Linked DNA regions of Mus musculus: all the other regions are linked to region 3. The links are chromatin contacts, called in public ChIA-PET, Hi-C, HiChIP or PLAC-seq and promoter capture Hi-C maps. All regions are on one chromosome and are shown on one strand. Each heading gives the region's core, a stretch centred on a gene start, on an enhancer-like site or on the middle of the called end of the contact. The rest is flanking DNA. Distances are from core to core; before and after follow the strand shown.

What was found. Promoter capture Hi-C pulls out the DNA fragments that hold promoters and counts their contacts. A called contact is a pair of places that touch in the nucleus more often than the background predicts. ChIA-PET counts read pairs in DNA pulled down with a chosen protein or histone mark. HiChIP or PLAC-seq counts read pairs in DNA pulled down with a chosen protein or histone mark.
Region 1: a contact with region 3 is called in a Hi-C map of pro-B cells, with 2.6 times the contacts expected there. The contact joins the promoter of Mapkapk3 here to the promoter of Gnai2 in region 3. A contact is called at or near these places in 3 of 39 promoter capture datasets (erythroid cells, pre-B cells and stem cell-derived epiblast-like cells), 4 of 484 Hi-C or Micro-C datasets (the G1E-ER4 cell line, embryonic stem cells, neutrophils and 1 more) and 3 of 115 datasets of contacts at active chromatin or transcription factors (bone marrow-derived dendritic cells, effector CD8 T cells and memory CD8 T cells).
Region 2: a contact with region 3 is called in a promoter capture Hi-C map of liver, with 5 times the contacts expected there. The contact joins the promoter of Apeh here to the promoter of Gnai2 in region 3. A contact is called at or near these places in 5 of 39 promoter capture datasets (erythroid cells, fetal liver, hematopoietic stem and progenitor cells and 1 more), 1 of 484 Hi-C or Micro-C datasets (embryonic stem cells), 1 of 115 datasets of contacts at active chromatin or transcription factors (large pre-B cells) and 2 of 9 other capture datasets (liver and pancreatic islet).
Region 4: an H3K27ac HiChIP or PLAC-seq map of microglia shows a contact between it and region 3, with 8 times the contacts expected there. The contact joins the promoter of Gmppb here to the promoter of Gnai2 in region 3. A contact is called at or near these places in 3 of 484 Hi-C or Micro-C datasets (embryonic stem cells, myocytes and pro-B cells), 5 of 115 datasets of contacts at active chromatin or transcription factors (bone marrow-derived dendritic cells, embryonic stem cells, memory CD8 T cells and 2 more) and 2 of 9 other capture datasets (adipose tissue and pancreatic islet).
Region 5: an RNA polymerase II ChIA-PET map of memory CD8 T cells shows a contact between it and region 3, with 53 read pairs. The contact joins the promoter of Uba7 here to the promoter of Gnai2 in region 3. A contact is called at or near these places in 1 of 39 promoter capture datasets (liver), 3 of 484 Hi-C or Micro-C datasets (the G1E-ER4 cell line, LSK cells and hematopoietic stem and progenitor cells), 3 of 115 datasets of contacts at active chromatin or transcription factors (bone marrow-derived macrophages, memory CD8 T cells and pancreatic cancer cells) and 1 of 9 other capture datasets (liver).
Region 6: a contact with region 3 is called in a promoter capture Hi-C map of pre-B cells, with 2.6 times the contacts expected there. The contact joins the promoter of Traip here to the promoter of Gnai2 in region 3. A contact is called at or near these places in 3 of 39 promoter capture datasets (the 3T3-L1 cell line, liver and pre-B cells) and 1 of 115 datasets of contacts at active chromatin or transcription factors (bone marrow-derived macrophages).
Region 7: a promoter capture Hi-C map of erythroid cells shows a contact between it and region 3, with 7 times the contacts expected there. The contact joins the promoter of Ip6k1 here to the promoter of Gnai2 in region 3. A contact is called at or near these places in 3 of 39 promoter capture datasets (erythroid cells, liver and neural stem cells), 1 of 484 Hi-C or Micro-C datasets (embryonic stem cells), 3 of 115 datasets of contacts at active chromatin or transcription factors (the 230-238 cell line, memory CD8 T cells and pancreatic cancer cells) and 1 of 9 other capture datasets (liver).

Annotation. Positions count from the first base shown.
Region 1 is chr9:107,288,459-107,292,262 of GRCm38.p6, forward strand. Mapkapk3 (mitogen-activated protein kinase-activated protein kinase 3) reads right to left here and starts at 1,419. Exons shown (of 11, transcript NM_178907.3): 1 at 1,067-1,419; 2 at 662-938. The coding sequence starts at 886.
Region 2 is chr9:108,092,812-108,096,504 of GRCm38.p6, forward strand. Apeh (acylpeptide hydrolase) reads right to left here and starts at 1,669. Exons shown (of 22, transcript NM_146226.2): 1 at 1,624-1,669; 2 at 1,416-1,548; 3 at 811-937; 4 at 170-263; 5 at 1-71. The coding sequence starts at 1,635. Bsn (bassoon) reads right to left here. Exons shown (of 12, transcript NM_007567.2): 12 at 3,211-3,693.
Region 3 is chr9:107,633,719-107,637,573 of GRCm38.p6, forward strand. It overlaps Gnai2 (guanine nucleotide binding protein (G protein), alpha inhibiting 2), which reads right to left and starts at 1,625. Exons shown (of 9, transcript NM_008138.5): 1 at 1,382-1,625. The coding sequence starts at 1,499.
Region 4 is chr9:108,047,056-108,050,727 of GRCm38.p6, forward strand. Gmppb (GDP-mannose pyrophosphorylase B) reads left to right here and starts at 2,209. Exons shown (of 9, transcript NM_177910.4): 1 at 2,209-2,590; 2 at 2,706-2,786; 3 at 2,874-2,922; 4 at 3,060-3,202; 5 at 3,396-3,554; 6 at 3,639-3,672. The coding sequence starts at 2,462. It overlaps Ip6k1 (inositol hexaphosphate kinase 1), which reads left to right. Exons shown (of 6, transcript NM_013785.2): 6 at 1-1,727.
Region 5 is chr9:107,973,511-107,976,964 of GRCm38.p6, forward strand. Uba7 (ubiquitin-like modifier activating enzyme 7) reads left to right here and starts at 2,057. Exons shown (of 24, transcript NM_023738.4): 1 at 2,057-2,203; 2 at 2,287-2,455; 3 at 2,545-2,679; 4 at 2,796-2,902; 5 at 3,200-3,290; 6 at 3,394-3,454. The coding sequence starts at 2,175.
Region 6 is chr9:107,949,266-107,953,257 of GRCm38.p6, forward strand. Traip (TRAF-interacting protein) reads left to right here and starts at 1,698. Exons shown (of 15, transcript NM_011634.3): 1 at 1,698-1,907. The coding sequence starts at 1,810. Camkv (CaM kinase-like vesicle-associated) reads left to right here. Exons shown (of 11, transcript NM_145621.2): 11 at 1-426.
Region 7 is chr9:108,000,595-108,004,090 of GRCm38.p6, forward strand. Ip6k1 (inositol hexaphosphate kinase 1) reads left to right here and starts at 2,054. Exons shown (of 6, transcript NM_013785.2): 1 at 2,054-2,228. It overlaps 4930535L15Rik (RIKEN cDNA 4930535L15 gene), which reads right to left and starts at 1,825. Exons shown (of 4, transcript NR_166685.1): 1 at 1,682-1,825.

The sequences.
Region 1 (3,804 bases), core at 169-2,668, 350 kb before region 3:
ACCAGATTCTAGTAGTGAGATCAACTACTCCAAGCCACTCCCCCACCCCACCCACATCACTGTGCCATACCTCTAGGGAACCTTGAATATGATGTGATAAGTGGTTCTCCATCGTCTGTCCAGGGTGGGTCAGCTTATGAGCAAAGCTTGCCCCTTTCCACAAGAGGCCACCAACTCAACTCAAGGGGCCCAGTAGTCAAAAAACACCCTAAGAGGCTCATGGTCCCACCTCAGCGGGCAGGGGCCATGAGGAGGACAACCCTGCACTGAGCCTAAGGAAAACTTAGCCGCATCCCCATAGAAGGAGCTACCTGCAGGGGATAACTAAGAATTTAAGAGCATCCTTTGGGCCTAAACACAAAGCCCAAGCCAGAACCAGAGCGCACAGCCACACCCTCCTGCCTTCCGGGTACAACAGCTCTACTCACATTGACTCCTCCCCTCGCTCTTTGGGACACACCCTCAGTTTAGGTAGGTCAGCCTGTTTCCGTGTATGTGAGGCTAAGAGGACCACGAGTCTGACGCTAGAGGAAGAGTTTGAAAATAAAACAAGATGCCATGTGTAGATGTTTAATAGAGACCCCGGACACAGATACATCCACAGGTTTCTGCTGTTGGACCCTCCATGTCACCCTAGCCCTCAGAGAGATGGGTCACTAACCTTCAGGGCACACTTCTGGCCAGAGCGCCGATGGTAGCACTCCAGTACCTTGCCGTTCACACCCAGACCCAGCACTTGCTTGGACAACTGGTAGTCATCAGTCACCGCGTACTTCTTGGGTTCCCGTCGCACACCTGGGGCCGGAGCACCACCCAAGGCGGACCCGCCGAGCGCACCTGGCGGGGGCACAAGACTCCCCTTCTCCCCTGCTGTCTCGCCATCCATGGCCCCCACGGGGCGCTCGGAGGTAGCCCCAGCCTGGCGCGTCCAGAGGCACCTGAAGGAAAGGGAAAGAGTCACTCCCCACCGGGACTTTTTGGACACACCCCAGCTTTGGTTTCTCCAGAACTAGATTGACTGGGCTCCTGGCCCAAGACAAGCTGGAAACTGCCTGAGAGTACTTACGTACAGCAGGGGGAGGTGATCCCTCAGCCCAGGCACGTGTCAAATTAGGAAGGAGTCCGGCGCTGTATAGCAACAAGGTCTTGAGAACCAGCCATACAGAGACCCAAGAAAGGCGGACCAGGCGAAGGCGCACTTGGTGGCAAAGCACTACACGAAAATCATGGTGCAGGCGAGAGTGGGCAAGAGATAGTGATCCCTGGAGTCCGCTGAGGACCGGAGCCCTGGACCCAGAGTCTCGCCGCCCGCGTCCCACGTGACCCCCCACCCCCGCTTCTCGTCGCGTCATTCAGACTTGGGGCCCCGCTAGGTCAACCTTAAAGGGCCAGGCTAGTCCGGGTTGGGCAGGCCAGGGCAGAGCCCCTGGCAGACTCCGCCTCTGAGTCGAGACAAAATGGGGCGTGGCCTCGTCAAGTTCACTGTAACTTTCGCAGCGCCCTGGGACACCGCTAGGAGCTCCTTCAACTGTTGTACCAGCCTCCTCGGATTTTATCTGTGATCTAGAAAAGTTACAGCGCAAGACATTTTGTTTCTCTTGCGGGCTCTTGAGTGAAGTGTTCTTTTTGCTAGCTGCCAGGGGGCGTTTTAGACTCCCAAAATTTCCAGGTAGCTAAGTGTTTCAGAATTCAACTTTTTGAATGTTTAGTCAGCGTGCCCTGGGAATTGGCATGTTGTTGTCTAACCCGCCACTCATTTCCTGGTTTAGGGCATCTGTCTAACAACTGGCTAGCTTTCCTTTCTATGCACTTCCTGACTAACCTTTTGACTTTGCAATTCACTTGTCATTCCAAATAAATGTATTGGGCCACATTCATACTTCCCTGGACCACTTACAGCCCGTAGCCGTAAGTTGAACACACTTGGGACGCTCTTGAATCAGAAATCTCGATTTCCCATTTGGTCAGCTGCATCAACTTTTCACCTCGTGATTTGAGCTTTAGGTTCTAAGAATCTCAACTAATAAAAGTTCAAGTTCTGGCCATGGTGATGAACACCTGTAATTGCAGCGCGAGGAAGGCTTAGGCGGGAGGATTGTGAGGCTAACCTAGGTTACATCGTGAGGCTATGTTTTTAAAAAATAAAATTAGCTGGGCATAGTGGCCTATGCCTTTAATCCCAGCGCTCTGAAAGCAGAAAAAGACGGACCTCAGTGAGTTCGAACCAGCCTGGTCTGCAAAGAGAGTTCCAGGACAGCCAGAGAAACTCTGTCTCGAAAAACCAATCAATCTTTTGTTTTGTTTTTGTTGTTTTTTGGTTTTTTGAGACAGGGTTTCTCTGTGTAGCCCTGGCTGTCCTGGAACTCACTCTGTAGGCCAGGCTGGCCTTGAATTTAGAAATCCGCCTGCCTCTGCCTCCCAAGTGCTGGGATTAAAGGCGTGCGCCACCACGCCCGGCTCAATCAATCAGCCTTAACATTAAAATCCATTTCTTCCATCCAATTCCTCTATTCGCTTTAAATTTTTCCCTTCTGCACTTAGACCTTCACCTTTTAGCCTATCATAGATATTTTGAGCCAACTTTCCCACAAGTCTACAGAGCAGGCGGCGCCACAGGCAAGCCCTCTGAGCAGGTCTCTGCTGCCATCTACAGACTATATTCAGAACTGCAGCCACCCGGACCTCTGTCCCACCCAAAGGAGGCTGTGTCCGGCCTTCCACCACAACACACACAAAGATGCCTGGGCTGCACTCTGCAACTGTCAGTGGCCAACAGAAAATTGGTGCCCTTCTATTTGTACAACTGCATCCAGGTTCCTGATAACCACTCGGGAAGAGCACTGCAATTATTCATGGGTAGCTTGTCTCCTTAGAAATTGGTAACTGTCTTCTCCAGGCAACCTTCAAGCTAGCAACAATCAGTGAAGCAGAGATCACTAGATAAGAGCCTCAGATGGTCACTAGGAAGCACTTCCTGCAGACCAAGAAATGCTCTACCTGAACACCTCACTGAGACAGAGGAAGGAAGATATCACCATCCCTTTAGACACACACTGAAAACACAGAAGAAAAACAAGCCCAGAGAGGTGAGTCATGTGACCTGCTTGACATCAGCAACTAATAAAAGAGAACTGCCCCTCATCTCAATCCCAGAGTGCAACCTCATGGTTGGGCTTAAGGTTGGAGGTCAAGGAATGACCTCCTCCCATGGAGTTTCTTTCTTGGCTCTACTAATCCACATGTGCAAGCATACGCTCATACATGCACTCACACAGTGCACACAAGAGACACACGGATAGTCACATACACAGACAGATACATACAGGCACATGTATTCACACACACTTATGCCTAGCTGTATCTAGGGTCAGGTGGGATCATAGTCCCACCTATTAATCAGACCCAGGATCTAAGAGATTGAAGGAAGGCATACAATCTGGAAGTGTTGTTTCCAGGAGGCCGGGGCAGGCGCTGCAACCAGCTTAAAGCTAGTGAACCCAAGGCTCAGTAAGGTCTCATTCTCTCTGAGCATGACTCCACAAGGAACGGAAAGTTAGGTAACTGAGAGTAGAGGCTGGGGCTGGATTGTATGTGCCCCGATATATACATACATACATACATACATACATACATACATACATACATACATACATGGCTCAGCTGTTAAGAGCACATATTGTTTTTACCAGAGGATCCAAGTTCCATTCCCACTACCCACATCAGGTGGGTTACAACCACCTGTGATGTCAGCTCTAAGGGAGCCTACACCTCTGGCCACCCACACACAAACACATACACATAATT
Region 2 (3,693 bases), core at 419-2,918, 460 kb after region 3:
TCATACACAGGCCCATGCTTCTCCAGTGCAGACAGGTTGAAACTCTTGAGCTTGCGGTTCTTCTCCCAGACCTGAAGATACCTGGGCATCAGGCTGCTTGCCCCTCCACAGGGCTTCACTTGTGGCACTAAGTGACCGGCTGGCTGCCACCTCATCCTTGCAAACTCACCTCCAAGAACTGTTTTTCCTCTCCCGAGACTGCACCTCCAGCCTTGCGCAGCACTGCTTTCATGGTGCCTGAAGGAGACTCTCTGCTCAGCAGCCTGAGAACAGGGGTTGCAGGTCAGGAAGGTGCCAAGTCGTCCCCCCCAACAGCCTTGTGCTGGCCCCCTTACTGGTCACAACCTCTTAGCTGAGTCTCTGTCTCTGTCTGTCTGTCTGTCTCTCTCTCCTTTCTTTATAAGCCCTTTTAGGTCTGGCGTTATAAAATCAGAATTGGCCGCACAGGAGGCTATCTCCCAGCTAACTGGGACTCTGAAATCATACCAGCCCATGAAGCACTCCCAGCCTCAAGCTGGCTGGCCTTTTTTCTCTTCCTTAGGTTACTGACTCGACTGTCTCCAGAGTCCTAGGGACCTAGGCCCTAGTTTAGAAGAAGCTCCTAGTATTTATCAGGCCATGTCTCCAGAGACCAGACAAGCTCTCAGGGGTCAGGCACCTTGCTCTTTGCTCCCCTGAAGCCACCCAAAGTTGTCCCTGAAGGGGATAGGCACAGAGCACAACACCCTAAGGACACATGGCGACATTTATGAAAGGCTAGCAAGGCAGGTGGCTGCGGTCTTGTCTACAGACTGCTCCTGTCACACTTACTCCCCCCGGGTTTCCACACTGTTGCCCGCAGGCCCGGCAAACACCACCGAGTCTCCATCATGGAACACTAGGTACTGGCGGCAGAATCGGATGTTCTCCATTCGATCCAAGTCCCTCTGAGTCCACTCTGCAAGGGAGGCAGGGGGCTGCTCAACTTGTCTGGGCCAGTTTGGACCACTGCCCACCAATCAAGGCCTATCTTTCCCAGTCTGTCTCCGGACAGCCTGAGTATAGCCTGGACAACACTTCACTTAATATAACCTAAGCCTAGGCTCCCAGAGCCTGAGCTGACGGTCAGAGAGAACCCACTACCAACCACAGAATTTTAAGGGCAACATAGCTGTTGTTGGGTTGTAGAATGTAAGGGCCGGAGAGTCCTGCGAGGCCCACACCTTGCACTCAGGTCTGAATTTTACTCCCACACCTTCAACTCATTTACGGAATTATTTATCAGTAAGGCTAGTGCAGCCCCCAAAACACCTGTGCGCAGGAACTACAGTTGGGTTTCCTCCCCAAACCCGTGTCAAGCAGCGTGCCCTCCACAGTCCCCATCTCTCCACCTGGATGCACGGCCCGTCGCCACCCAGTTCCCTCGGTCTACACACCAGTGTGCACAGTCCGATAGAGGCCCCCATACTGCGTGGTGACCTCCGGGCCCAGGCAGGCGGCGCTCAGCGAAGGCTGGCGGCTAAGGCCCCGGTACAGCGCTGCCGCCTCCTGGGGCTCACTCAGCAGCACCTGCGCAGGGGACACACCAGGGTCAGGCTCAGCCCGGGCTACGGAGGCCACGGGGGCCACGGGCCGAGCCCTCACCTGACGCTCCATAGTCGGTCTTTCGGTAGCAGCTAAGTCCCGGAAGTGAAGCTCCGGGGGCGGGGCCTAAGGCGGTCCCCAGTTTCCGCTACACTCAGTGGCGACCTGGGACCCGCAGGGCCCTGTATAAGCTCCGGCCAGTCGGCAGGGGGCGGGGCCTGGATAGTAAGAAGGCGGGGCCTACGAAGGAGCCGCCCGGAGGGGAGGAGCGGGAAACAAAAATTCAGTCGAAGACTAGGCAAGTGGGAGGCAGAATCAGGGAGTCGAGTCCTGGGATTTTTAGAGAGGGGAGGCTCCGAGGAGTGAGGGCGGACGTATAGCAGCAGAATACAGAGCCGGTGTTCAGAGACAGGGCAGGTCTGGGAGGAGTGAAGGAAGTAGGATTGGACTCCAGCCGACTGTGAGCTGAAAGCTGCGGGATCAGAGAGAAAGCCCTGAGCGTTCGAAGGGTGGGGCTTCGGAGGAACACTAATGATCCTTAAGGATGAGGGGGCGGGGGCGGGGGCGGGGACGGGTGGGAACCGAATACAGAGACTAGCGGGTCTGTGAAAGCGGAATGTTGCGGGGCGCCTCAGTCGCAGGGATCTCTTTCAGCGCTCTCCCCATCTACTGCAAGCCAGGCGATTAGGAGTGGGAAACTTAGGTTCCCGGGTGGAGCCCTGGGGCGCCGGGCAAAGGGCGGTGCTGAACTCTCTGGGTGCTACCCTGGCTTATCAATCACCAGACTTGCCCCTAAAGCTATCTGTTGCCACAGCCTTAACCCGCCCTTCTCAGAAGCTCCTTGCTGCGGATCGTGAGCCGACTGGGTCTCAACCTACTCCAAGGGCCGATGTGGAGGGTCAGACTTCACCTAAGAGCAGCGAGCGTGCTGTGGAAAGAAGAGCCTAGGCAGACAGTCTCCTGCACACGACACAGGACTAGGTTGACTTAGGTGACAGCAGAGAGCAAGAGTGGTTGGGCAACAGTAGGTATCTCCCCCTCCTCCATATAGCTTGAGAGTGGCTGGTCTTTTAGACCAGCTATGGGCCCCCTTGAATGAGTGCTTTCTTTCTTACTTGAGGCAAAATTGATACTCTTTAATCTCTGTTTCTTATTTTCTAGTGCTGCTTAACTTATATTTGTTTAGTTTCTCTACGTAGTTCTGGCCTCAAACTCACAGAGACCCACCTATCTCTGTCTCCCAAGAGCTGGGATTAAATGTGTGGGCTATGATATCCAGCTTGAACTATTCTTGACTATACTAAGGATTAAAGTCTCAGCCATGGGGGACTGGGGGGGGGGGGGGAGTTTCGAACAAGGTAGGCAGATGTAAAGCTTGTTTGATAGCACCAGGGGGCAGCACTTGCCCATCTAGCTCCTGGGAACCAGGATCCTGAAAACTGTCTGGTGGCTTAGGACAAGCCTTTGCACCTTCCTGGAGGGTCATGTTTGAATGGCTTGGTGTTGACTCCGCCTCAATTGTGCCAACATTTCTGAAATTTTGCTCTTTCTCATTTTTTTCTTTAATCGTGGAGAATACTGTCACAAACGTTGGCATCTACCTGTTTGGCTAAGTGTTCCCACTTCAGAAATCACCCCGAGACTGTCTGAAGGTTGTTTATATCAAGTCCTTTTATTCTGATACCACAGAAATACCTTGTCACAGTACAGGGGAGGGACACTGAAGTACCACGAGTTCTCACAGAGCACAGGAGGACGGCACACAATTCACAAGGTCATGTGGAGGACTCGGGTCATTGCACTTACAATGTAAACTTGTTTGTTTGACTTTGTACAGCACTCTCCCCCCTCACAGAGAGAAGGAGAGAGAGGGGAGGAGGAGGGGAGGGAAAGCAAAAACAAGACATAGAAGCTAGAGGGAGAAAATGTAGATGGCCACCACTCTCTAGGGTACCACACTTGAGAGGAATTGATTTGACCCCAGAGGCTGAATGAGACTCGTGCACACACGCACAAACACACACACACACTCACACATACATACATACATACACACACACACACACACACACACACACTCATGTACATGTGCTTACACATACAGTATCTCATGACTTCTATGGCTCTCCA
Region 3 (3,855 bases), core at 375-2,874:
TCCAGCCGATTACGCTGCTGCGCGGCTTCTGCTGCTGCTAGGGCCTTGCTCCCCACAATCCAGAGGAACTGGTCTTCTCAAGTCAGGCTTCCACAGGGAGCCACTCTGACGACCGGTGTGGGTCTGGACACAAGCATCAGGCCCACTGCCTCTGCCAAAGCCTAGCTGGGATGCTTGAGCGCACACGGGGCTACAGGCAGCAGACTCCTTACCAGCCCCTCATTCAGCTTGCCCACCACCCCCACATCACAGTATTCCTCTGGGGAACCAACAGGTCTACTCAGTATCCTAGGCCATATCCCTGGCGTTCCAGCCCCGAGTGTGAGAAGCCCAGCAGCCGTCAGCAGATCTCTCCAGGCCGGCACACAGGGGCAGCAATATGTCGGTTGGTTCACTACTTCCACTTCCCCCCCATCCCAGCAGCCACCATCTTCCTTGGCCTTGGAAGTGACAACAACCCTAACTCCTCCATGTTCCCTCCTATTGCCCAGACTCCCCTGGCCCTGGCCCAGACAAGCCTTGGATCCCAGGGAATGGAACTTCCCGCAAATGCTAGAGGCCTGGCCCCTGTTTCCCAGTGTGACTCTCAGAGTCAGACCAACCTCTTGCAAAGGGTCTGCCCAGCTCAGCCTAGGCCCACCCCAGCCCCTGGTGCCCCTCCTCCTATCAACAAGGCCCACCTGGGGCAGGAGGGCGCAGAAGCAAGGGAACGGCAGAGTGTGAGAAAAGCCTTAAAAGAGGGGCAGATGATTTGGGGGTTGATACCTGCAGAGAGAGGGAGGGAGAGAGACAGAGAGAGAGAGAGAGACACACACACACAGAGAGAAAGAGAGATCTGGTGACCTGGAACAGAGGCCCTGCGGGGAATCCTGCTACAGAGAACTTGAGAGTAGTCAGTTTCCCTCTTAAAGAGGTTCTTGAAGGGTCAGAGTGCAAAGAGGGAGAATACAGATCCCAGAGTAAGGAAAAGAGGGAGTGGGTCGAGGCTTGACCAGGGTCCCAAGGAATGCTCGTGCCAAGAGAAATAGAACAGGTGGGGCTTGAAGGTGGGAGCCGGCAGGGTGCTGAGGGTTTAAGAAAAGCCTGAGAAAGTGCGGAAATACACGGCAGGGTCTGAGTTCTCTTGAGACTGGATAACAAGGGGGGGGGGAGATAGTCATACAAGGTTTGGTGTGTGGGATCTGGGATGAGTTGAGGGTCTGAATGAAGTCTGGACTAGGATTATAAATCTAGACCAATCCAGAGTTTCGGATCTTAAAAGGGTGGCTCCTACTGGTTTCAAGCGCAGGTGTAGGGTGCAAGGCCAGGCTGAGCAGTTTCAGGTCCTTGTCTGGGGATTAGCGTAGAGAGTCAAGGGTCCCAGAACGGGGCGCTGCCTCACCTAACAGAAGCAACTTCACCTCCCGCGCCGCCTTCTCGCCGTCCTCCCGCAGGTTCTTGTCGATCATTTTAGAGCGCTCGGCTGCCGCCTTGTCCTCGGCGCTCACGGTGCAGCCCATCCTGCCGTCCGCCGGCCCGGCCTGGCCCCCACACGGCCCACGGCCCGGCTCGGCCCCGCCCGACCCACTCCGCTCCCACCGCCGGCCCTCTGCGGGAAGCTCTCAGGTCCGCAGTTCCGAGCGACTGCGGGAGGCGCCTTCCCGGCCGCCGCGCACCGACGGCGGGGCGGGCCAGGGGTGGGGCCCGGGCGAACCAAGCCCGCGACTGGGCCGGGGCGGGTCTGGAGGAGGGGCCGAAGGAAATTTAGGGATGGTGATTGGTTGGAGGGCGGAGCCAAGGGAGAAGTTAGGCTCAGTCCAGCCTTAGGCGCAAGCTGAGAGCGGGGCCGCAACGAGGGAAGACACCAAGGGTAGAGCTAACACAGGCTTAGGCCTCTGGGCGGGCTGCAGGAGGAGCTAGTCTCCGATTGGATGCTGAGAGCCTGAGGCTCTGTTTCTGGACTGTAGGACTAGTTGATCTAGTAGCCCAAGGGTCAGGACTACCTGCCCTCGCCACAGGCCAAATAGAAACCAGGACTCTGAGCATTTGTGAATTATGAGAGTAAGATGGAGGAGGTGTGTCTTCTTCACTTGCTAAAACTGAGCCTATAAACTTATTTGGAGATCTACTAAACTCTGCGGAGGGTCACATGATCTCTTTCTGGACCTCGATTTTCTTTAAAGCAGCGCCCCCTCCTCTTCTGTGTAGGTTGCACCACATTAAAAACAAAAAGAGTTCACTGCCGCCTTTACACCTTTGAGTGGACTATCTTCTGTCATCTAAACGTCGTCCTTTTGCCTGATAGGTTGGGAACCTTTCTCCTGCAGGCAGCAATCCGGGGCTTCAACCAGAGACCAATGAGACTGGACTCTAGGAGAGATAGACAAGAGAGAGTTGTCATTGGACTTAAGGAAACAAACGTTGCCATGATCCTATAATCTGTTCCTTCCATCCTCTGTCAGCTTCTAGAGGCTTCTTCAGTTCCATGTCTCTTCTGGGTAGTGGCTGTGATCCTGTGGCTGTGCAAAGGTGGAAGTGGAGCTATTTCCAATCTTTGTGATCTGCTTTTTAAGAGGGGCCTATGACCCACCAACTTTGATTGGACGATTGAAGTGTGCAAGGTGTTCTGAGTGGCCCCAGACTAAAGCCAGAGAAGGACACTGCCATTAAGAGTTGGTCACAGGGCTGGAGAGATGACTCAGCGGTTAAGAGTGCCGACTGCTCTTCTGGAGATCCTGAGTTCAAATCCCAGTACCCACATGGTGGCTCACAACCATCCTTAATGAGATCTGACACCTTCTTCTGGTGTGTCTGAAGACAGCTACAGTGTACTTACATGTAATAATAAATAAATGGGGGGCGGGAGGGATGGCTCAGCGGTTAAGAGCATTGACTGCTCTTCCGCAGGTCCCGAGTTCAAATCCCAGCAACCACATGGTGGCTCACAACCATCTATAATGAGATCTGAGACCCTCTTCTGGGGTGTCTGAAGACAGCTACAGTGTACTTACATATAATAATAAATAAATGTTTAAAAAAAAAAGAGTTGGACACAGCCTCCTGTGAGAACAGCACTACCTGGACAAAGCGCGTGTTCCAGCTTCTACCCTCCAACTTGCTGGCTTGCTCTGGAGTGTCCGTGTGTCTCAATCATCAGAATGTCTTCCCTGTGGAGGTGTCATTAGCCTGTAATCATCCAGTGGTTCCCTCGGGGAACCTACCTGAAGCCTAAGCGGGCCCTGCCCTAGGCATGCAAGAAATAGGATAAGAACACATACTGCTACCTGTGGACAGTGCTGTTCTCTATCTATCTATCTATCTATCTATCTATCTATCTATCTATCTATCTATCTATCTATCTATCCACTTGTAGGACTTACCTCCAACGTGACAGATTCACAGAACACACCATGGACATGAGCACACACAGCCGAGCACAGTCTACTACACGCTGAAGACAGACAGATCCCTCTTCCAGCCAGCCCCTTCCCCCTCGGCCCAGCCCTGTGCTTTAGAGCTTTGCTCCTCTGGCCTCCCTAGTCTGCTCCTAGCAACAGCCAACAGCTCTCTCAGTTGCCAGGCAACGAGCGAACCTGTCAGCCCCTTGGAGGCCCCACTCTAGGGAGGTGGGCAGCATCCAGACCCCAGTCAATGGAGGAAGAGCAAGAATGCATTGCCTTCCCCAGGCCTGAGCTAGATCCTGTAGCCCTTGCTCCCTTCCTCGCAGCCAGCCCTGCCTTCCCAGTTCCATATTCTTCCTAGGGAGTCTGGCAACTCCGACTTCCAAGGCTTTGGCTGCTCTTTCTTTTTCATTTCCATGTGAGTCCCCAGGGATATGGCAAGGCCTCTGTCACTCCAGTCACCCTCAGTTCCCTC
Region 4 (3,672 bases), core at 959-3,458, 410 kb after region 3:
CACCTGCTAGCCCCTGTCTCATGGTGAGCTTTCTGGAGTATAGCCTTGTTGGTTAGTATATATTGATTTCCTTCATGCTTCCCCCAGCAGTCTTCTCCTTTCCTTTTCTGAGGTGAGTCTGCTCCTGTGCCCCTCCTCAGCAGGTTCTGCTGTTACAAACCTGGTGGCCAAATGATTCATAGTGGTGTTTACCTGCTAGCCCAGTGGCCTTCTTGTGGGCCTGGGGTATGGCCTTCAGCACCAACGGTGGGTAATGAAGGCTCAGGGTTGACCCTGACCTATTGCTTTTATTTCTGCTACCAGTCCTTTCATGGTAGAGACCTGCTGCTGCCTGTAACATAGTGTCCGACAGGTTACACTACACCAATCATTGCCAAGGTGAGCAACAGTCTCCAAGTCTATCACTTCTAACATGTCTCTGTTTTGGCATTTGAAGGTAATCCTGCCAACCTTTGAGAGAAACTGTTAACGAATGGCATAATTTCCAGGTTCTTAGAGATGCAGCCTCTGAAAAGGGTTCTGTGACGGATCCAAGTCAGTCTTCTGACCCTGGTGCCATTGGTGGGCAGGTTCCCATTCCTTAGGGCCGGGAGGCACGGCTTGGCCCATCTCTGCTTACTAACACCTGTCTTCTGTCCAGTAGTAGTGTTGCTTGTGCCATGCAGGCAGCAAGTGTTAATTAGCGTGGACACCTTTTCTTTGGCAGGATAGAGGTCAAGAGAGGAGTTTGGGGCCAGCAGAGACCTCCTAGGAATGTGCTGTACTTCCGATTTACCAGATTTTGGGAGGTGCTGCCCCCATTCTGCTGCTTCTCAAGTAGCAAGGGAGTTGGTAGGCACTGCTCCTGCCACTGCAAGCGAGGAAAGGCTGGGATTTGCCGCTGCTCAAGGGCAGGGCCTCACTTTTCAGCACTTTTGATATCTGGAGGCCCAGCTCTGTTATCTGATAGGTGGTGGCAAGTGTGTGCGAACACTTTTACCACTGCTCTTCTGCCTGTCCCAGGCTAGAGCCCTGTCTTTTTCCTGACAGGTCCTGCCTTCCCAATCATCAATTTGGGACCAAAGTGCAACTAGGGATCATGGGTTGGGAGCTCACATTACCCCTTTCCATTGTATTTCCCGGGCCAAGCCCATACCAGCCCGGGGAGATGGGTGGGAGTGAAATGGGATGGGTGCTGCTGGAAGAGGAAGGGACCAGTAGAGCAATGTCCTTGCCTGGGATTCTACCCCTCTCAGCTGTGGGCCGTGCAGTGGTGTGGGGATTCATTCTCTCCTAGGGGCAAGGGACCTGGGCTCGGACAGTATCCGTTCAGTATCCGCTGCTCATTCGCTCACATCTGGCCACGTGCACGTTCCCTAGATGCAAACTGCTTTGAACTTTACAGCTATATAAGTTGGTTGTGTGTGTGTGCTCATTTTAAAAACTACATTTTAACGAGGAAAAAGGAGAACCTGGGGAAATTTCCTTTGCTTCTGTGGAGGAAATGTAAGACTTGGAATTCTGGAAATTGTTATCTGCTCCTCTTTCCTGGAAGCTACACACCCTAAGACCTGCGCCTGGATGCATACGTGGCTCCACTGGCGCTTAGGCGCGCTTGCATTTTCCCCAGGTCTTCTGTGTGGTGGAGAGGAGTGCTTGGCCCAAGCCGGCCCTTTTCTGTACACCCAGCGCTATCCGCCCGCTTGTGTCTGGTCGTATACGTCAAAATAAAGCCTCTAGAAACTGAACTCTGTCCAAGTCTGTGTGAAAACTTCATCGCCTCCGGTTGGGCCGACATGGCTAGTCTAGGGATCGGGCTGAGCTGGGTCGGGACAGGTGCAGCGGGACAGTGCTGACACTGGGGGTGGGGGGTCGGGGGAGGCAGCACGGGAGGGGTTGGATATAGGGGTCAGAGCAAGTGTTGAGGGGCGGGGTCATCAGGGCGAACCTGGAGTGGCCTTTGGGGGGGTAGGCGGCGTCGGCGGGGCGGGGCGGGGCGGGGCGGGGCAGATGGCAGCTGCCGCGTGGCGGACTGGGTTCCGATAGGAAGCTAAGCCTCCTCTTTCGGTTCCGCCTTTAGATCCGCCAATGGGCATCTGACTCGCGAGTTCTCCGGGTCCCCATGGCAGCCCAGGGCGTTGGAAATCTAATTGGCTACGTCCGCCGCAGCGTAAAGTCTGACGCTCGGCTGCGGGCGGCCCTGCCACGTAGATTGGCTCTCCCTGTTACGTCACTGGCTGCGCCGCCTCCGGCCGGAACTCCGGACCAGCCGGTCTCCAACCAGTTCCTCGTCTTCTGTTCTGGCTGATCCTGGACCCCACATCAGGGTAGAGCAGGGGGGCGAGGTGACACCAGAGTTGGTCAGTCTAGTTGGTGAAACGTGCAGGTCAGGGCACGGCGTTGGGAGTGCGCGGCAGGGGTCGGTCAGGCGGCCTGTAAGTACTTTGGACCGATAGATCCACTTCTAACATCTGCAGACGCCATGAAGGCACTGATCTTGGTGGGAGGGTATGGGACACGGTTGCGGCCGCTGACGTTGAGCACTCCGAAGCCATTGGTGGACTTCTGCAATAAGCCCATCTTGCTGCATCAAGTGGAGGCGCTTGCTGCGGTAAGGCCGTGGGTCTGTTATGGCGGGAAGAGGGATGGATAGTGACTGGGAGGCCAGGGGTGGTCATACCTTGTGACTGAGCCAGTCAACTAGCACACCTTATTGTGTCTGACAGGCAGGTGTGGACCACGTGATCCTGGCAGTGAGCTACATGTCACAGATGTTGGAGAAGGAAATGAAGGCACAAGAGCAAAGGGTGAGGCATGGACTTAGCCCTTTCTTTAGGTCCCTGGGGCTCTTACCATTGGAGGAGGAACATAACCAGATGGCTTCTTCTTTCCAGCTTGGAATCCGAATCTCTATGTCTCATGAAGAGGAGCCTTTGGGGACAGGTCAGTATAAGGAAGGCCCTTGGGCAAACTTTAGGGCCAGCAAAGAGGTATCCAATCTGGGCGGATGGGTGGGGCCTCTGGAGTCTGGACCTAGGCCCCTAGCAAGGTGGTAACTTATGACTTGTCCCCTTCTCTAGCTGGGCCTCTGGCGTTGGCCCGAGACCTACTATCTGAGACTGCCGACCCTTTCTTCGTTCTCAACAGTGATGTGATATGTGATTTCCCCTTCCAAGCCATGGTGCAGTTTCATCGGCACCATGGCCAAGAGGGCTCCATCTTGGTAAGAGAAGATTTCCTCTGACATTCCCACCCTCACATGGAGTCTTTCCTGACCCCTGGTCTTAAACTCTGTTTTGCTACAAAGCTATGCAGAATGTCTTTGGGGGAGAGCCTTTGAGATGTGGGATAGGCATATTTATCAAGAGTAAAGAAAACTGGACTAGGCCTAAGGTACCCTCCACCTCTATATTCAGGTTACCAAGGTGGAAGAGCCTTCCAAGTATGGTGTGGTGGTATGTGAGGCTGACACAGGCCGCATCCACCGTTTTGTTGAGAAGCCACAGGTGTTTGTGTCCAATAAGATCAACGCAGGCATGTACATCCTGAGCCCTGCTGTGCTGCAGCGCATCCAGGTGTGTAGGAGAGAACTGCTGGGCGGGCTGGGGTGGAGCAGGCCTCTGCTGTGTGGCCTGCTCACAAATTGCCCACTTCCACAGCTGAAGCCTACATCCATTGAGAAGGAGATCTTCC
Region 5 (3,454 bases), core at 807-3,306, 340 kb after region 3:
TGCCATCCCTTTTTAGGAAATAAAGGCAGAAGGGTCAGAAGTTCAAGGGCATCCTTGACTATAATGAGCCAACCTGGACTATGTGGGACCCTGTCCCCAAAAAACAAAAATAGGGACTGGAGAGATGGCTCAGTGGTTAAGGGCACTTGTCGCTCTCCCAGAGGTCCTAGGCTCTGTTTCCAGAACTCACAGCAGCTCACAACCGTCTGTAACTCCAGTTCCAGAGGATTCTACACCCTTTTCTGGCTTCCACAGGCACCAGGTATATGTGGCACATATACACACAGGCAAAACAACCATACGTGCAACATTAAAAACAGATCAAAGCCAGGTGTGGTGGCGCACGTCTTTAATCCCAGCACTTGGGAGGCAGAGGCAGGCGGATTTCTGAGTTCGGGGCCAGCCTGGTCTACAAAGTGAGTTCTAGGACAGCCAGGCCTATACAGAGAAACCCTGTCTCTGTAAAAAACAAAAAAAACAAAAAACAAAAAAAAAAAAAAACAAAAACAAAAAAAAGATCAAAACAACTATGGGGCCAGTGAGACAGTGCAGCAGTTACTCATTGCCAAGTCTGGTGGCCTGTGTTCAGTCCCAAGTACCATCACAAGGTAGTTCCCATGCTTGCTGTAATCATAAAAAATAAAATAAAAGCATCAAGGCTGGGAGTAGCGGCTCGCACCTTTAACTCTGGCACTCAAACACAGACAAGCCCTGTTTATGATTTCAACCTGGTCTGCATAGCAAGTTCCAGACCAGAGCCAGAGCTACATGATGAGACTTTTATAAAGACAAAGCAAGCAAACAAACAACTCAACTGGCTGGTGATGGTGCGTGTCTTTAATGCCAGCACTCAGAGGCAAAGGCAGGGGAATGTCTGAGTTCGAGGACAGCTTGGTTTACACAGAGAAACCTTGTCTTTAAAAAAACAAAAACAACAAAAACAAACAAACAGTAGCAAGATGGATCTAGTGCCTTCGAGCCTGCTGTGGTGACAGCAACTACTTTCTTATTGGAACTGAGCCCACTCCACAGGAGGGAGAGAATTCATGTCTGGTATTATAAACCTGATCCAAAAAAAAAAAAAAAAAAAAAAAAAAAAAACAGTGATTGGGTAGGTCATAGGCCCTCATGGTAGAATGACAGTCATGTTAGTGACCTTAGCGCGGGGCCACTGTGGGCTTTTATCAGAGAGGCTTCCTTTTGTGGAGGGCAGTGGTGCCTGCAGGGACTCATAACCGGTCAGTGTGTAGAGAAGTGACCTGAATGTTCAGCCCTAAAGGAACATCTCGATCTGCTCTAGCCAAGGCTCAGGGAACGCCATGAAAAACAGGACGCGATAGCTTTAGAAGTGGAGGATGGAGTCTTTGCAGAACATGATCTTCTGGCCACAAATGGCTGTTGTGCTCTTGAACTCACAGTAGTTGTGACCTGCACAAGATCTGTACAAAATTTGGGCTTGTGAAGCATCCTATCATGGGAGGAACAGGGACTCATGAGGCCTCGCCCCTCCAGGAGGGTGAGACATTTTCTTTAGTTCTGTAACCACTGATAAGGTGCCCCTGGCTTCCATAAATAACCTCTCGCCCATCCTCTTGTATGAAACGTCTGCAAAACTCACCAAGTCACCAAGAGGAACAGCAAGAGTGGGAGGAGGATAGAGAAGCTAACAGATGAATATGATCAAAATGTACACGTATAAAAGTGCCATAACGAAGCACATTATTATGTGTAATTAATATATGGTGATGGAAAACACACCCACAAATACGCATGAACACAGCAACACCCTGTGTTATTTTCACAACTTATTGTGAGTCTACAGTTATTTCAAAACAAAAGTTTAAAATATATATGTGACACATGTCTTCATTTTGTGGCTGCCTGAGCTTCTCATTTCTCAGGTCTGACTCAGAGAGTCACTGGCCTCTTGTAACACTGGGACTTATCCAAGCGATAAACCCCAGTTGGCCTGCAGAGCACTGATATCTGTCCTCATTCACTGGGAGGACCAGGAACCAACTCAGTCTAGTTTCACTTTTGGTTTCCTGAAATCATAGAGGAAGCAGAAAGAGAGCTGTAACCAGCAGCAACCAGCGCTTTGGGGCCTGTTTGCCTTGTTTTCCTTGCCCCCTCCTGTGAGCCCTACAGCCTCCTCTCCAGCCCCACGACTGAGGATGGATGAAGAGTTATACTCCAGGCAGCTGTAAGTCTCAAGGTGGGATAACCAAGTCGGGTGGCTTCCAGACCTTTGGTCCCCAGCTGCCACCTCCTTCTTCTTAACCACAGGTATGTACTGGGCCTGCCTGCTATGCAGAGGATCCAGGAAGCCAAAGTCTTGCTATGTGGCCTGCAGGGTCTGGGAGCTGAGGTGGCCAAGAACCTAGTCCTTACAGGTGTGGGCAGCCTCACCCTGCATGATCCCCATCCCACCTGCTGGGCTGACTTGGCTGCTCAGGTAAGAGTTCTTGGGGGTCTCTATGCTGCCTCCCAGAGCAGAGGCCAAAGGGGAGTCTCCTTGATCAAGCTGCACTGAGCTGTCCTTAGTGTTTCCTTTCAGAAGAGAGCTTGGGAAGGAACAGGGCTGAGGCCTCTCAGGCGCAATTGGCTCAGCTCAATGAAGCTGTCCAGATCTCCGTCCACAGTGGCGACATCACTGAGGACCTACTGCAGGGTTTTCAGGTGCTTTCCCCAGAGCCACTTTGCATGCTAGCCTAGTACCTCCCTCCTGCCCTTAACGGCAGAGAGAAGGTGGCGAGTGATTCCGGGCCTGCTGATCAATCACGGTGTCCATCTAGGTAGTGGTGCTGACTGACTCCAAGCTGGAAGACCAGCTGAAGGTGGGACCTTTGTGTCACAAGCATGGAGTCCGCTTCCTGATGGCTGAAACCCGGGGCCTTGTGGGGTGAGGAGACTACCTGTGTACCCCACCACATCACTGCCAGCAATTGGTCCTAATGCCTTGCCCAGCCCTTAGCTTGCCCCATCCTCCCCGACTCAGCCTAGAGCTTACAAGGATGCTCTGGACTACAGTCTTGCCCTTGTTTCTCCACCTCAGCATGCAGACCTGCTTTAGTGCACCCTGCATGCCCAAACCAAAGTCTCCACAGCTTTCCTATAATTCCTTCCCCTTTGGGCCTGTCCTAGTGCCCCCTACTCACAACTAATGAGCTTCCTCAGTAACTTCCGCCACCCACACTAGGCGGTTATTCTGTGACTTTGGTGAGGACTTCACAGTTTTGGACCCTACTGAGGTAGAACCCATGACAGCTGCCATCCAGGACATCTCTCAGGTGGGTGCTCAGATGTAGAGGTTTCCCTGATGTCCAGAGAAAGGTGCCAGGGCCCGTGGAAGGTAGGTACAGGCACTCTGAAGACAAGCCATCTCTCACTCAGGGTTTCCCCGGCATTGTCACCCTGAGAGGAGACACCAAAAGACATTCCTTCCACGATGGGG
Region 6 (3,992 bases), core at 448-2,947, 320 kb after region 3:
CAGGCAGTAAATCCTATTCCTCCCAGGGAGGCGTGGCAGCACCTCATAGGCTGCGTTGGGAGCATGCTTTTCACAGCAGCAGATTTTCTGCTCTTAGTGCAGCGATATGGGGAGGCTTTTCCTCTTTGTCTACCATCAGAGGCTGAGGTATTGCTCAGCCATGTGAAGTAGCTCTGGCTGGGATGAGGAAGTAGACTACAGTTCCCCAGCTCCCTGAGGGATGCTCTCAGCAGGTGCCCTTGGTCAGACCCTACCACAGCCTGAACAGGCAGCCACGCTGGTCCTTGCCCTTGCTCGGCACTCCATGGTGGTCCTGCCCTTCTCCCTGCATGCCTGTGGGTCTGCTCTGGTATGTGAAGGTTGGTGGGCTAACTGTGTGCCTACTGAACCTGGCAAATAAACGTCACCCTGCAAAGCCTCTGGCCACCCTCTTGCCTTTGCTTCCTCTGTCCTCTTGGGGAGGAGCCTATGGAAGGCAGTGCGGGAGGGACGAGGCTGTGGGACGATCAGTTTTTGGGTAGCGGTTGATGCTTAGTGTGTTGCTTGGAGTGAGAGTGGAGGTCACCTTCTCCAGTGTCTACCTGGATGATGTTGATGGGACTCCTCTGGACGCTAAAAATCCCACGAGAGTGGTGTGTTTCAGCTAAAAACTATCCCGAGCTGAGCGCCGAAGGGCTGACGCTTTTCCGATTCTTGTTGACAAAGAGCCTTTGTCTTAACTTGGACTTAGAGGTGGAATCTACTCAGGGCCAACCACTATAGGAAGTGACCTTGCGCGTGGGCACAGTGGGGAGAGGGTGGGATTGCACAACAGTTCTGTGCTTCTTGATGCCTACTTCCTGTGAATACCTGTGCTTTCCACTTAGACCAAAAAGATTTCATTCTGTCTTCCCCGGCTGGAGCAGACCTACTTTATAAAGTTATGTATGCTTCTTCTGAGGGAGTAATACTGCTAACGATACCGTAAAAATCGCTAAGGAGCCTCGCTTCAACTCAAGATGGCCTTTCTCAGGGAGGACCTTAAATTATCTGATGTGGGAATAATAAAGAGGGTTTGTTATTTCCTGGTCTTTGAAGCATCTGTACCTCCAAAATCACCATCCTACAGTCTCAGGTATGAGGCATTCTGGGAGGAAAGGGCTAAATTACTAGCTCCAGTGTCTACCTAATCTCAAAGGTTATTAGGTCATATTTGAATAAAGCCAGGACTAGTGTAGTGGTTCGAAGGGCTAGGACTTAATGTGTCCACCTTTCCAAGATGATCCATAGTAGAAGGTTTAGAAAGTGGGGAGCCCTCTTTCTGTTTGGGAACTGTGGGCTGCCAGCGTATGGCCTATTACTTTCCATAGCCATGGTACCATCATCCCCTTTTCTTGGCATTCCAGTCTATTTGACTGCCCTGAAGTGCAGCAAGAAGGGGTCTGGTTCACTTCGCACCGGCTCTAGCTTGAGACAATACCCGGCTTAGCAGGGATAGGGGTCAGACTGTAGTTTCACTGTTTTACGCCACAGGGGATCGCAGGGTTTTGCGGTAGAAACAGGGACCCACTCCCAGGAGACCCGAAGGAGCTAAATCCCAGGATTCCGCACGGCTGGCGGGCTGCTTATCACAGCCCTCCAGCGCCCCGCCCCGAAGTTTGTCCAATCAGAGGGAAGCACTCAGGCGTGGGTTTGTTATTCCTTCCGGTTCACTACCGGAAGTCGTGCGGTGGAGCGAAATTTGAAGGAACCGGAGCGGTGGCCGGTTCGGCCACCAAACTGTGTCTGTCGCTGGCAGCTGGTTCCCTGGGCTGCTTGAGTCGAGCCATCATGCCTATCCGCGCTCTGTGCACTATCTGCTCCGACTTCTTCGATCACTCCCGTGACGTGGCTGCCATCCACTGTGGCCACACTTTTCATCTGCAATGGTGAGTGACGGCGGTGTAGGGCCCCGTGCGTGTCCTAGAACCACTTAGACGCTATGGGGGTGTCGGGCCTAGAGACAATCCCTCCTCCGAACTAAGACAAGTGACGACGACATTAGAGGAGCCTCACGGAAGCTTTCCAACCTGGGCCGAAGTGGGCCAGGTGGAAGTGATACCGGTAGCCCACGGTGAAAGAGTGCTTCTTTATTGCGCTAAGAAATGACTTCAAAACTATTAGTTTGAGCGAAGATGAGCTTTTACTGCACTAACGAGCTATTGTATTTTATTTGAGAGTCAAGAGACAGACCAACAGCCGGGCGGTGGTGGCGCAAGCCTTTAATCCCAGCACTTGGGAGGCAGAGGCAGGCGGATTTCTGAGTTCGAGGCCAGCCTGGTCTACAGAGTGAATTCCAGGACAGCCAGGGCTATACAGAGAAACCCTGTCTCGCAAAACAAAACAAAAAAAGAAACAGACCAATTTATGCTGATAGGTTTCTGGCAATCTTTAAGGGTCTGTCGTTTGCTGGAATGCTTTGGATTGTTTCTATCCAGAAACACCTCGTTGATCAGACACTCCAGTACACCTGGCTTAACTTGGAATGGCAAGGAAGTGTGTTCCTGTCGTCGAGGGGTCCTGATGTTCAGTTGTCTTGTGGGTGACGAAAGAGTCCCTTTGCAACTGAGCAGGCTGATCCAAAGCTCCCAACCAAAGAGAAAATAAGGTAGAAGAGAGGTCTCCTTTGGGAGACTGGGAGGTTTTTGAGGGGCAATAGGGCCCACAAAGCAGGAAGTGGTGTGAACACTTCTGGGTGTCTCCCATTTGCAAAGCTTTGTTTAAAACCGACCTTAGAGTCTGTTGTGTTGCATATCCCAGTACAGGCTGGGGAGGAGGGACAGTGTGGAGACTGAATGATTGGGAGTTTTAAGGTTAGTCTCAGCTACATAAGTAAGGCAAAAGTCAGCCTGAATTTTCCCAGACCTTGTGTCAAAAAGACAAACAAACAAAACCACATAATACAGTGTTGTGTGGCCTGAGCTCCATTCCTAAGGAGCCATTGTGTAGTTAGGTTAGAAGTAACCCCGCCACTAAAGCTACTTTGTATCACCTGCTCTCTCCCTAAGCTTTCACCTTGGACTTTCCTGTGTAATTATGTTTTAGGTCTGTTTCTTGAAATCATATTTGGCTTTAAAAATTTGGTACTAAACTGAACCTTTTTAAGCCTTAAGTGTGAGCTTACTGATGAAATTTGTCATATTCAGTATTTTCTATCTTGTTCCACCTGTTGGATTTTGTGGGGGTTTTCTTGTCTTTTTGTTTGCTGTTTTCAAGAAAGTGTTTCTCTGTGTAGCCCTGGCTGTGCTGGAACTCACTCTGTAGACCAGGCTGGCCTCGAACTCAAGCTAGATCTGCTCACCACTGTCTCCCAAATTTTGGGATTAAAGGTGTGCGCCACCACACCCACACCTAGCTGATTTTTTTAATCTTATTTTTATTTTAAATTATGTGTTCTATGTGTATGTCTTTGTGTGGCTATGTGCATATGAGTATGGGTAACCTCAGAGGCCAGGGTCATCTGATCCCCGTGGGGCTGGAGCTAGACAGTCGTGAGTCACCTGATAAGAGTGCTGGGAACTGAACTCAGGACAGCCGCAGGAGCAGTACCAACACCTACTCTCAACCAGTAAGCTGTCATCTCTCCAGCCTTTTAAAACAGACAAACAAACAGGCCTTGCTGTGTAGAGCTCAGGCTGACTGAATTTCTGGTTCTGTTTCTTCTGCCTCCTAGAGCTCAGATTGCAGGTATATGCCCCACCTCCCCTGTCTCTCAGATCCATGTCCTGTGCCTGGAAGGCAAGTGTTCTACTACTGGTTATACCCCAGGCCTTATAGCTATTTTTTGTTTGTTTTGTTTTTGAAACAAGGTCTTGCTATGTAGTATTGGCTAGTTTGGGATTCATGGCAGTCCTCTTGCCTCAGCCTTCTGAGTGCTGTGATTGCAGGTGAGAGCCACCACTTCTGGCTTCCACCTGTGCACTTTGTCTCACGTACCCTTGGCTGGCCTTGAACTTGCTGCGTAGCCAGGGATG
Region 7 (3,496 bases), core at 804-3,303, 370 kb after region 3:
TGACAGCCTGCCAACTGTGTGGAGAGGTTTTGTTGGGAAGGAGCAGAGAATCTGTGCTTAGCTGTTCCTGGTTCCTGGATTACTGAAAGCCTCTTTCTGATGCTGAGCCCCTGGCTTTGTATCTGTTTCCTCTGAGTCTCTATTGCTTAGCTCTTCCTGTGTGAATCTAAGTTGTTGCACATAGCCAGGGGTTTTGTGACAGCCTGGAGAACAGATTTTACTGTGTGCAGTGCTGACACCATGCTCAACCTGGCGTCATGTTTATCTCCAAGAGATCCTATTGTCTGAATAGAGGGTATGCTTAACCGTATTAGCTTCAAGTTCTCTCTCTCTCTCTCTCTCTCTCTCTCTCTCTCTCTCTCTCGTTTTGCAAGGCAGGATTTCTCTGTGTAGCCCTGACTGTCCTAGAACCTGCTCTGTAGACCAGGCTGGCCTCAAACTCAGAGATCTACCTGCCTCTGCCTCCCAAGTGCTGTGCCTAAAGGCGTGAGCCACCATGGCCCAGCTATTTTCAAGTTATCTCAGTCGTTCCTCTCCTGTCAGCTCTGTGGGCCTAAACCCTATCAGAAAATTGGATAATCTCCATTTTGGAGCAGTTATGGCACCCTAAGTCCAGGAAGAATATGAATGCCCTCTGTGAGGGGAAAAATGACCTGGGCTTTATTATTTTAGAGTCAGGGTCTCATGATGTAGCCCTGGCTGGCCTAGAACACACTATGTAGACCAGGCTATCCTCAAAGTCAAGAGATTGGCTTGCTTCTGCCCCTCAAGAGATTGAAGGTGTATACTGCCATGCTCTGCCTAAGAAAAACTCTAAAAATTAGTTTTATATGTATGTGTGTCTGTATGAATATATGCCACATGTGTGCTGGTGCCCATGAAGAGGGTGTTAGACCCCCCATAAAGCTTTGAGCTGGGTGATGTGGGTGCTAGGAACAGAACCCAGGTTCTCTGTGAGAACAGCAAGTACTCTTAACCACTGAACCATCTCTCTTAATGGGGTGTCTATCAAAAGAAGAGTGTTAGAGACTTCAGTTTCAGCAGCCTGAGCGGCTATAAGTGTTTTTTCCTGAGTACTTGGCTTACTCTAAGAGCTTATTAAGTCTGTTTCTTGTTCATCTTCATTTTATAGACAGAGCAACTAAAGAGAAGCTAAAGCTCAAAGTTCTCAGAGTTAGGGCGTTTTGGTGTGGGACCAGGTGCTGTGATGTATCCTAACCTTGAAGCCAAAAGCCCCGGGTTAGGTGTCTACTTATGGAGAACAAGGGATGGTCATTTTCGGACTCATAGTTTGCCTTGGAGATAGATCATGATAGCCAAGGGCAAAAAGACACTGTGTCACAGGAACTTAACGGTGCTCTGAGGCAAATAAGAGCGATCACTATGTGCTGAGACTTGAGCTGGTTGCAGATTGAATTCTTATGCAAAATAAGCCGGGGAAAGGGGAAGCCGAAATCGAAGAGGTAGCACAGACGGCTGTGCCTCGGGACTGGTGAGAGACAACGCTGGGAGACGCTTAGAAAACACTAACTCCGGAGCTAGAAGAGTAGAAGGACCCATCGCCACCACTTCCTAAGACTGTGTGACCTTGGCTCAGGCTCTTTTCTGCGCCTCAGTTTCCTCACCAGTTAACTAGGGACGATCCCAAGCACAGAGGCAGGGGACAAAGCAAATACCGTACCTATGACATTCCCTAAGTGTGTGCGAGAGGATGATAAACGCTGCCAGCTCAAAACCGAAACGATTGCGCAGGTGAGAAAACGAAGGGCTCTCCAGCATCACCCCCATCGCTGCTAAAAGCTCCACTGCTAGCAAACCTGAGAATGGCGCGCATGCGTCAATTCCTGCCGTCACAGTCACGTGCCCCAGGCATTCTGCACGAGAGGCACGCCCTGACTGACGGAACAGTTGACGAATCAACGCGAAGAACTCCTTCAGGCGTCCCAAGAAGAGGCTATTGATTGGAGATAACCTCAGTTAGGGGCGGGTTCTTTGCTGTCCTTGGTTACTATGACGCCCGGCCCCCGCCCCCTCGGCTGGCCGCCATCTTGTTGTTGATCCGTACCCAGTGGGCAGCGCCAGGAGCTGGACCGAGCGGCCGGTGAGGGGCCGCTGCTGCGGGGCTCAGCCACCAGCGCCGCCTGCCAGGGGGGCGGGCCGAGACCTGGAGGCCCGGGGGGCCCAGCTCCCGTGGGGAGCCTTGGGCGCCCGCTGCCCGAGTCGGGCCGGTGAGTGACAGGAGTCGGGCCAAAAGACCCGCCCGACACCCACGGCGAGGGTGGCGGCGGGCGCGGGGTTGTTGCTGGCGCGCGTAGGTAGGGTCGGGACTTGGGGCGAGCATCACTGGAACATCATTCCAGCATCCTGGTTGGCCTTCCGCCGAGCCTCCCAGATGTTGACACGGAGGCTGGGTGGGCAGCCCGGGTGGAGGTCGGAGAGCCCTGAGCCCTGGGACCGGCCGGCGGGGTACCGGGAAACCTGCCTTTCAGACCGAATCCCTGGGTGCCTGAGAGCCGGCGTGCTGAGACGTGGTTGCTGCCAGCTCGTTCTCCCGGCCGTAACGTTCCTCCAAATCAGCGATAAACGTTACGTCGCTCTTAAGATTTCATACTCCTGCGAGTAAATTTTCAGGCCGCTTGAGACTAAGATGAGACGAAACAGGCCTAAAATGCCTTCTGAGCCAAGGAGGGTGGTATCGGGGCCCTGTGCTTTTGGTAGGGCTATGATCCTCTGCCTGGCATCACCGAGATCCCTCGGCGTCTTCCGTGCTCTTCAGGGCTCACTGTTTACTGCTTCTTGAAGAACCTAGCTAAATGTCCACAGTGGCAGAGTTTTATTTGGGGTATAAGTTGTTTGGTGCTCGACTTGGAGTATGTGGTTTAGGAGGATAAGGATGATGATGATTTGATTAATTTTGTCTCTTAAAGAGACAGTCCGTTAGGAGACGTAGGAGTGTTGGGACTATTAAAAACAAAAACTGAACTAGGGTATGGGAGCTCATGCACTAGGCTGAAGGAGGAGGATTGCCATGGGTTGCGGGCGGGCCAGGCAGAGCTACCTAGCAAGACCCTGTCTGCAGACAAAAGCAGAGCTGAAAGCTGTTGATGCTTGATGAAAACAGCGAGTCAAGCTTAGAGTCAAGATGGAGGCGGGGCTGGCAATCCCCAAAAGAGTATGCAGCTCTAGAAAGGGTCCTGGCTGCTGTAAATCACATTTTTACCCAGGGTCCCTTAGGTTCGCCACACAGGTGTCTTGTATGTTGTCGTCATATGAAACCCACAAAAGACGATTAAGGAGGCCAAGCAGGAGGTGTGCTCGTAATGTCTGTTAGGATCATGCCTCCTCTGAACGTTTAATTTTGGGAGAAACCAGCACCCTGGGCTGGAGATGATACCTTTGGGAGACTGGGCTGAATGCAGCCGGCCGAGGCAGCAAGTTGTGAGGAGAGGGGACTTGAGTAGTATTTATGCATTTCATTGCCCTTTCATCTTTTGAA